Linked DNA regions of Zea mays: region 1 is linked to region 2. Evidence: chromatin contacts called from public Hi-C data. All regions are on one chromosome and are shown on one strand. The core of a region is the stretch at or near the end of the contact, and the rest is flanking DNA. Distances in the headings are between cores, read along the strand shown.

Region 1 (4,206 bases), core at 1,474-3,973, 190 kb before region 2:
ACTGGATACGGATAGTGCAAATACCCGTTTTTTCGTATACGGATTCAGGTATTTTTATATTCGGGACGGATACGAGTAATACCCGGATAGTGCATCTTTGGATTCGGGTCGGATACGAAGCGAGTACTACCCGGTAAATACCCGGATATTCGGGTCGGATACGGGTACCCAGAATTCGGGTACCCGTTTTTTCTTTTTCTGCATATTAATATAGTTATAAAATTATAACTTCTACATATGAAATCGGATGAAGATAAAGTTTATATGAAAATTGTAGAGCTCGAAGAGATCTACAACTTTGTAGTACATCACATTTTCATTTAAACATATTTTTAGGCCAAAATCATTGAAATAATGTCTAAATTTATATCAAAAAAATAGAGTTTATCATTTTCATGTGGTGACTTAAGATTATCTCCATGTGGAAACTTAAGATTATCTTTTTATAAACTATTTATTAATATTGGTGACTTATTTGCAATTTTGAGTCGACGCTACAATATTTTTATGAATTTAATTGTATTTTGATGATTTTCTACAACAAGAAATTAATAATACACCAAATAGCCTAAAAATTTATGAATTTTTACGGGGACACAACATATATCCACATATAGTTATCAAAAACATTTGGACTATAAAATTCACAAGATGTTGGTGTTTCTTCCATTCCACTCCCACTTATTGTGTGAGTTACACGTGAAATCATTTTATGTATCGAAGTTTTAACATAATCAATATTTCACTTATCATTTTCATGTGGTGACTTGAGGTTATATTTGAATAGAATGTTTATTTGTTTTGGTAAGTTTTTTTGCAATTTTGGGTTAAAACTAGTGTATTTTATGAATTTTAATTATATTTTGATGATTTTATGTAGAAAGAAATTAATAATGTACAAATAACCTTAGAAATCCATGAAATTATACTAAGGTACAACATATGGCACATATAGTCATAAAAAATAATGGGACCATAAAATCCACAGGATGTCAACGTTTCTTCTATTTTATTTTCACTTATTGCGTGAGTTATACGTGAAATCACTCTAGTATCCAAGTTTCAACATAATCAATACTTCATTTTACCATTTTTATGTGGGAACTTGAGATTATCTTCTATTAAATGTTTATTATTATTGATAATTTACTTGCAATTTCGTGGTCGAACAAGAATATTTTATGATAACCAATTAATGCATTATCCGACAAGTATCCGATATCCGATCAAATTATATCCGTATCCGTCACTTATCCGCCCGGATAAATATCCGGTCCCTGTATTCGTATCCGTCCCGTTTTGAACTATCCATATCCGATCCTGAATCCGTTTTAAATACATTAGTGTAGGATAAAGGATGAGCTACTATCCGTCCGTATCTGCCCATTTTCACCCCTAGTGGTGGAGCAACTAATTACGTACTTTGTTTGGTTGCCACCAATATAACAGGTGTGCAAACATACATTCCATATTCTTAACATAGAAGAAAACAATACCCCACACAATTGAACAGATCAATTAAACAGACACGTGGCGCAGAGCTCGCATTTACGACTACGCGAGCAAAGAAACTACGACGGTCAAAACTACGGCCGAGAGACATAGCGATTACGTTAAGCGGCTGTGGACTAAAATATTTATCTCAGCATAATTATATTAATTGATATTCATGCAACACGTAAGTAAAATTGACATTAGGTCCTGATTAGTTCTGTACTCGATTAATCATGCACTTTAATTATCATATGCGACCCTAGGTGGATCAAAATGTCGTCGCGCGGCAAAGCGCGCGAGACGACGCATGACCCAAGAGAAATTTATAGTGTTATGACGTGCGCGAAACGGCAAACGACGAGCGCGAAATGTGCCGAAGGCACACGCGCGCTGGAGCTACGCCACAACAGCGACGAGGCTGCGCGCAGGAGCATCGACGCGCACGGGGCAGGGGCCGTGTGCACGGGGCTGCCACCCGAAGGGCCGCACACCGAGTGCTACCGCGTGGGGGGGGGGGGCGGAGGGGCCGCGCTAGGGAGTCTCGCTAGGGGGCCGCCGCCGGGGGCCCGAGGCCGCGCGAGGGGAGGGCGCGCCGAGGCGGGCAGGGGCGCCACTCCGGGGGGCGTCCCGGGGAGGAGGCTTACTACGAGCACGACGAACGGCGGCAACCGCAGCTCTCCAGTGATCCAAGCGAGGGCAAGAAGATAGTGGGAGAGGAGGAAGAGGGAGGGGTGGTTTCTCTCTTCCTTGATCATGGATGCACGGGAGAGGGGAGGGGGAGGCGGTTGGGCGCCCATGGGGGAAGAGGTAGAGAGAGAGGGGTGGTTTCTCTGTTCCTAGATCATGAGTGCGTGAAATGGAAAGTCCAGAATAGATTTATATATTTGTGTCCGAAAGCGTCATGAGCATAGGATAGGTTTCGTTTGTGAGTGATTGTTTCTGTGAACAGTAGTGAACAAAATGCCTGTTAGCCTGTATCATCAGGCAGGCCCTAGACGGTCACGCCGGAATGGCATTGAGAATCAAGAACGTGTTTTATTGCGATCAAGGTTGTCGGTCCAATACAAGGTTAGCCTCATCAAGTCTTGACGTATGTGAGAATGTCAGCGGAATTGGCACCTTCACACCTTGTCGAAAACAGTCAGGTACGTACGTAAATAAAATAAGCAAAAAAAAAACAACTCTTGCACCTTCACCATATGTTCTGTTCTGAAATATGAGGCTATATAAATTCGCTAACCCGTTTTCATGCACTTGCAAGGTTTTACACCGGGGACTAGAACACGGCCCTAGTACTACGAGTACAGGAGTACAGGACACACAGCAATGCTGTCAATGCTGAAGGAACGCCATCAGTCAGGCAGTCCTACACCCATCACGTCCCACTTCCAGCTGTGTTTTCATCAGTGGCAAGAGAGAGAGAGAGTGAGGGAGGGAGGAGCAAACACCACACAGTCAGAGAGAAGGCAGGAGATCAATCAATGTGTTACCAGCCGAGCTGAGCTGATCACCTTTCTGCTCCGGCCACACCCCCCACCGTCCCGTTCTCTCTCACAACAATCACTCTCCTCAGATCTCACAGCCGAAAAGAGAGGAGCTTTAACCGCCGTCTAAGGTCACAGGTACAGGAAGCCATGACCAGGCGGTGGCCACCTTTCTCTGCCCGTGTCGCCGCCGCCGTGTTCCTGCTGCTGCTATCCCCCGCCGCGACCTCCCAGCTCGGCCTGGGCCCCGCCATTGCCGCCTGGATTAACGGCTCGCCGCCGCCTAGCCCTGACGCCGCCGCCGCCGCCGCCGCCGCCGCCTCGGGCCCGCGGAGCCAGGAGTACGCGGCGCTGCAGGCGCTGAAGGTGGCCGTCACCGACGACCCCAAGGGAGCGCTCGCGTCGTGGCAGGGCGCCAATGTGTGCGCCTACAAGGGCGTGTACTGCTCCGCGCCGCCCGACGGCGCCGCGGCCGCCGGCGCGTCGACGGTAGTCGCGGGCATCGACCTCAACCGCGCCAACCTCAGGGGCACGCTCCCCGACGCGGTGTCCCTCCTGGCGCACCTCACCTTCCTCCACCTCAACAGCAACCGGCTCGGGGGCGCCGTCCCCGACACGCTCCGGGACCTGCAGTACCTGACGGAGCTGGACCTGAGCAACAACCTCTTCTCGGGCCCGTTCCCGGCGTCCACGCTGCTCATCCCGTCGCTGGTGTACCTGGACCTCCGCTTCAACGCCTTCTCCGGGGAGGTCCCGCCCGAGGTGTTCGCCAAGGAGCTGGACGCCGTGTTCCTCAACGACAACCAGTTCGAGGGCCAGATCCCGGACACGCTGTGGGCGTCGCCCGCCACGGTCATCACGCTGGCCAACAACCACTTCACCGGCGCCGTCCCGGCGGCCTACGAGTTCGGCGCCGGCGCCGGGGCCGGGGCCGGTGGCCGGGTCCGCGAGGTGCTGTTCCTGAACAACAACCTGACCGGCTGCGTGCCCGAGGCGCTGGGCTTCCTCCCCAGCATGCAGGTGCTGGACCTCAGCTACAACGCGCTGTCGGGACACCTCCCGGGGACGCTCTCGTGCCTGTCGGGGATCGAGGTGCTCAACCTCGCGCACAACCAGCTCACGGGCGAGCTCCCGGACCTGCTGTGCGACCTGCGCCGGATCACCAACCTGTCCGTGTCCTTCAACTTCTTCTCCGGGATCAGCCAGCGCTGCGACCGGCAGCTGGGGA
Region 2 (4,425 bases), core at 1,016-3,515:
TAGGTCCGCAGGTGTGCACTCATTATTTTTAAGCTTTTCAATCGCCGCAGCTTCAATAAAGCTCAATATGCCACTGAATGACACATCCATACCCTTCACAACATAAGGGACATCAATGAATTTTTCTCCCTTCTTTGCAAGCTGGACAAGGAAAATAAATACGGTAAATTAAGAAACCAAACTCAAGGATGAGAAAAGAATGTGCCATGTTGTACAAAAACATAAATCTGTTCAAGCTTCAAAGTGAAAATGTCTTCAAAAACAAAACAAAAAAGAAAGAAAGAAAAATGCTAATGGTGACAGCTAATACAATGATGAAGGTAGAATGGTAGATAACAATACCATGTGGAACTACTTCAGAAGTACTCTCTTGAATGATTCACACAGACTAATCCATAGTGTCAACAATGTTAATAATAGTGTCGAAGTTCAATCTTAACATAGGCCAATCAAATGGGGACTTCCTGGGATTATCCTATAAGCTCAAGCCCTATGTATCCAGGGATAAAATGTGAAGGCTTCCAGGGCTCAAAAGCTTATTGTCCATCCATCTACACGACCACTCAAATAATTTAGCACATACAGCCAACCAAACACCATTCAACACATGCAGCCCTACTTCAGACAGTCAGCTAAATTTAGTCTCAATATTCGAATAAAGGTTTGAGAAAAAGGAACATATATAGAATGAAGCTAATTATGACCCCATACTGGTCAAAGTGCTTAAACGACCAAACAACCCATTGGATACATTTGACCTGGCCGTGATACAATAAATGTTCTTCAGCTGTATGTAAAAAGATAAGTTCTGTTGGCTGATTGTATGAGTTGGCAAAATAAGAGTAAGATAGTGTTTGGCTACCTAAATGTGTTAGTTTAAAAGAAAACAAGGAAACATAAGTGATTGCATAGACTGAATAAATCTATGGTGACCTTCATTATGCAAGCAATGTCACACAAAACTAGTCCTACATAAGATCTGCCCAGCATATTATATAGTTCAATACATAAATATAATCAAATGATCGCTATGTTTCAACAAAACATGCTCCCTCTGTCCCAAAATAAAATTCGTTTTAGAGATTTATTGGATTCACACAATACTTGATGAGTCGATGTTTGCGTTTTATATTTGTGCCTAGATTCATCTTCATCCATTTGAATATAGACATAAAAATCAAGAGCTAAAACGACTACTATTTTGGAACGGAGGGAGTATAAAAGTAATCTTGCCCACAAGTACAACACTCCATTATTTGATGGAGGCAACAAACTAGCCACTAAATGTACAGCCAGCATAAATTAAATTGCCTATGAATTTCGTAATGTAGGTTAATTTTTCAATTAAATTCAAGTGGCTAGGGTCAGTAAAAAGTTCAAGAGGTGCCAAAGTTCCACTGATAGCTCCAGGACTCATAAACACCCTTTCATGATAAAATACTCATGGTGCACTAATAACTTTTACCATTTCCCTAACAATTTGCCACCCAGGGCATTTACATGTATGTGATGCAGTCGTCATGGTGACAATACTTCATGCTAGAAAAACACTCACACAAACCAGCATCTATGTGCATATCGCTAGAATTAAACAACATTAAGCAACAGCAATTGGATAACAAAATTGGCATTTGATGGAACAGTTTACCTGCTCGATGTTATACCCGGGGCTAGGGTCATTGGAGAGCTCTAGGACCCTGGCGAATCGGTCAAGGCAGTTCCCGACGGCAATATCAATCGTTTCCCCGAAGATCCTGTACCTCCCCTCGCTGTAGGCGATAACCTGCGTGTTTCCGCCGGAGACGTAGAGTACAACGGGGTCCACGGCCCCAGTGACCGCGCGGCCCATCTCGATGTGCGCAACGCAGTGGTTGACCGCCACGAGAGGCTTCCTCCATAACAGGGAGAGCGCGCGGGCGGCTGCGGCGGCGACCTGGAGAGGGCCGCCCATGCCGGGGCCTTTAGTGTAGCAGACGCATGCGAGGTCAGCGGGGGCCACACCGGACTCAGCGAGCGCGGCGCGGAGGAGAGGGAGGAGGTGCGCGAGGTGGTGCTGCGCGGTCTCCCGGGGAAGGAATCCATGACCCGGCGGTGTCACGTAGGTGTGGCGCGGGTTGGAGAGGATGTCACCCGAGAGGGAGACCACGCCGATGCCGATCTTGTTCGCCGAGGACTCCAGCCCCAGCGCAAGCGGGCCCCGGGGACGGCGGTTCGCCGGGGACGGAGACGAGGACATGGCGGCGGCGGCGCTAGGGTTTTGGAGTTTGTGGAAGAAGACGAATTGGTGAGAACCCGGCTCGCCGCGCGCCTCGAACGTGGAAGTGTACAAGAAACCAGCCCAATTTTGGCCTTAGGGCCCATAATTTCAAAACAACTTAGCCCAGTGGCCCACTGACAGTGGTCGAATTAATGTAAGGTCAGTGGAAAATACGATCTTTTTTTCATGCAACAGTTGCTGAATATGGCCATCAGGCAACGTCATTGTGATAACAATCTAGTGCGAAGGTAGTTGTTGATTGTTTGGAGTTATAATCTGTTAGTTCAAAAGCTGTTGGATTATATAATCTAGATGTATTATAATCTCAAACAAACATCCTATCAACAAACATCCTCTTAGGTGACAATTTATCTCACTTTTTTTTTAAGATTAAGGCCATATTTGTTTACCCTCCACATTATATAATACAGCTTAAATAAATTGAGAGGTAAACAAACAACACCGATTATTAGATGGATTATATAATCTATATACCTAGGTTATAATAATCCATAAGCAGATCAATAAATGTTTATATAATTCATAAACTGGATTATATAATTCTAGAAGGAAATAAACAGAACCTAAGTATAACACAGTTAACTGAGAACCAAACAGGTCCTTAATGATGTCAGCACTTACTCTGATCAATGAATCTTTGTTTGGTAGGAGATGATTCAACCGGTCCGTACCATTGTTTTTACTAACACAAGGGAGACTGCTTAATCTAGCAGTTTACTTCTAATGAGGTTTATTACTCTCAAACACTTTATAAAGTCGTTAACTTCATAGAGGTAATACGGGTGTATGTTTGGAGTCTTAATATACCCCTAGAGTTCACTTTTTTCTTGTGATGGTTGTCTAAGAACAAGCTACTAACTCGTGACAATCTGAGTTTGAGAAGGAAAGTAGAGGACAAATCTTGCTTATTTTGTAGTGAGTCTGTGGATCAGTTTTTCATCTCTTTCTTTGACTGTGTGTTGTAGTTAAATAGCTATCGTGTTGTATGTCTAAAGCTCTAGATAAGAGTGTAGGCGTTGATTTTGTTTCAACAGGGCAAATGTGGCTTAGTGAAAAAAAAAGTTTGTGGTAGATAATATGTTTTGTTGTTGCTGTGGCCCTATGGGGGGCTTTGAAAACTAAGAAACGGTATTTACTTTCAGGGAACTTGCTGGGGACAAGCTGATACAGTTAGCTAGAACCAACTTAACTCGTAAGCTTTTTGAACCAAACAGGAATTATTGTGGGTTGAACCCGTTCTAACCCGCGTCAACCCGTTAACCAAACACACCCTAAGTTTCTTCACCAGAGTGATTCGGACTGGGAGATGACAGGGATCTCGGATGAAAGAAGCCACAAGTCGCCTGGTAGACTACTCGCCGTTGGAAGATGTGTTTGAAAAAGGGAACCTCCGATCCTGTAAATAGTCTTGCGCATTTATACGAAATTGTTAAGGATGCAACGTGAAGTTACAATTGATTGATTTTTTTTCCTAATAGCCCAACCAATCACGTCATACATCATATATGGCTGCAAACTACAGTATGTTCTTTCTTTTGACAGGCTTGTAATTGCTTGTGGGGGGGCGTGTCCTTCACAATCTTGCTGGTCGGAGCCGGCGTGCAAGGGTTTCTATTATATTGTCAATTTGTCAAACTTCGTTCGCTACCGAGTTCATCCTGAAACCTGCATCCCAAGATGGGATGTTTGACACGGAGGAATTTTCAGAGCTCAACAACGTTCACTTTTTCTCCGGATCGCTTTATTTACTCATAGCTGCGCTTGCTATGCAGGTAGCTTGTTGCCCAGCTGAGCAAGCAGACACATCACCCTATACATATAATGGAGGTACTAATAACGCGAGCACGTGCATGATAATTCAATCTATAGGTTCGTTCTAACTTCATCAACTGTATTTCAAAGTTTACGTTTGGTGTTATATATGTTTTGATGTTAGAAACTTTGGAGAGGACTAGCAATAAGTTAGAAAGGGTCTAGGTACTAATGAGAGAAGTTAGGACGTCCACAACAAGCGAGAGTACAAGTCCAACTCGACTTTGACTCTAACTCGGAGTCCAGGACTAGCTCGCACTAAAACTGACGTCCAGAACACATACAGACTCCATTTTCGGCGTTCTTTATATGAATGTAAAACTAATCATATAAGC

Evidence for each region. Hi-C and Micro-C count contacts between places; a contact is called where the count stands out from the background.
Region 1: a contact with region 2 is called in a Hi-C map of ear, with 2.0 times the contacts expected there. The contact joins the promoter of LOC103630105 here to the promoter of LOC100273984 in region 2. A contact is called at or near these places in 6 of 25 Hi-C or Micro-C datasets (bundle sheath, ear, leaf and 1 more).

What each region holds. Positions count from the first base shown.
Region 1 is chr6:140,727,058-140,731,263 of Zm-B73-REFERENCE-NAM-5.0, reverse strand. It overlaps LOC103630105 (leucine-rich repeat extensin-like protein 4), which reads left to right and starts at 2,723. Exons shown (of 1, transcript XM_008651196.4): 1 at 2,723-4,206. The coding sequence starts at 3,129.
Region 2 is chr6:140,539,876-140,544,300 of Zm-B73-REFERENCE-NAM-5.0, reverse strand. LOC100273984 (O-sialoglycoprotein endopeptidase) reads right to left here and starts at 2,265. Exons shown (of 4, transcript NM_001148370.1): 1 at 1,649-2,265; 2 at 1-141. The coding sequence starts at 2,236.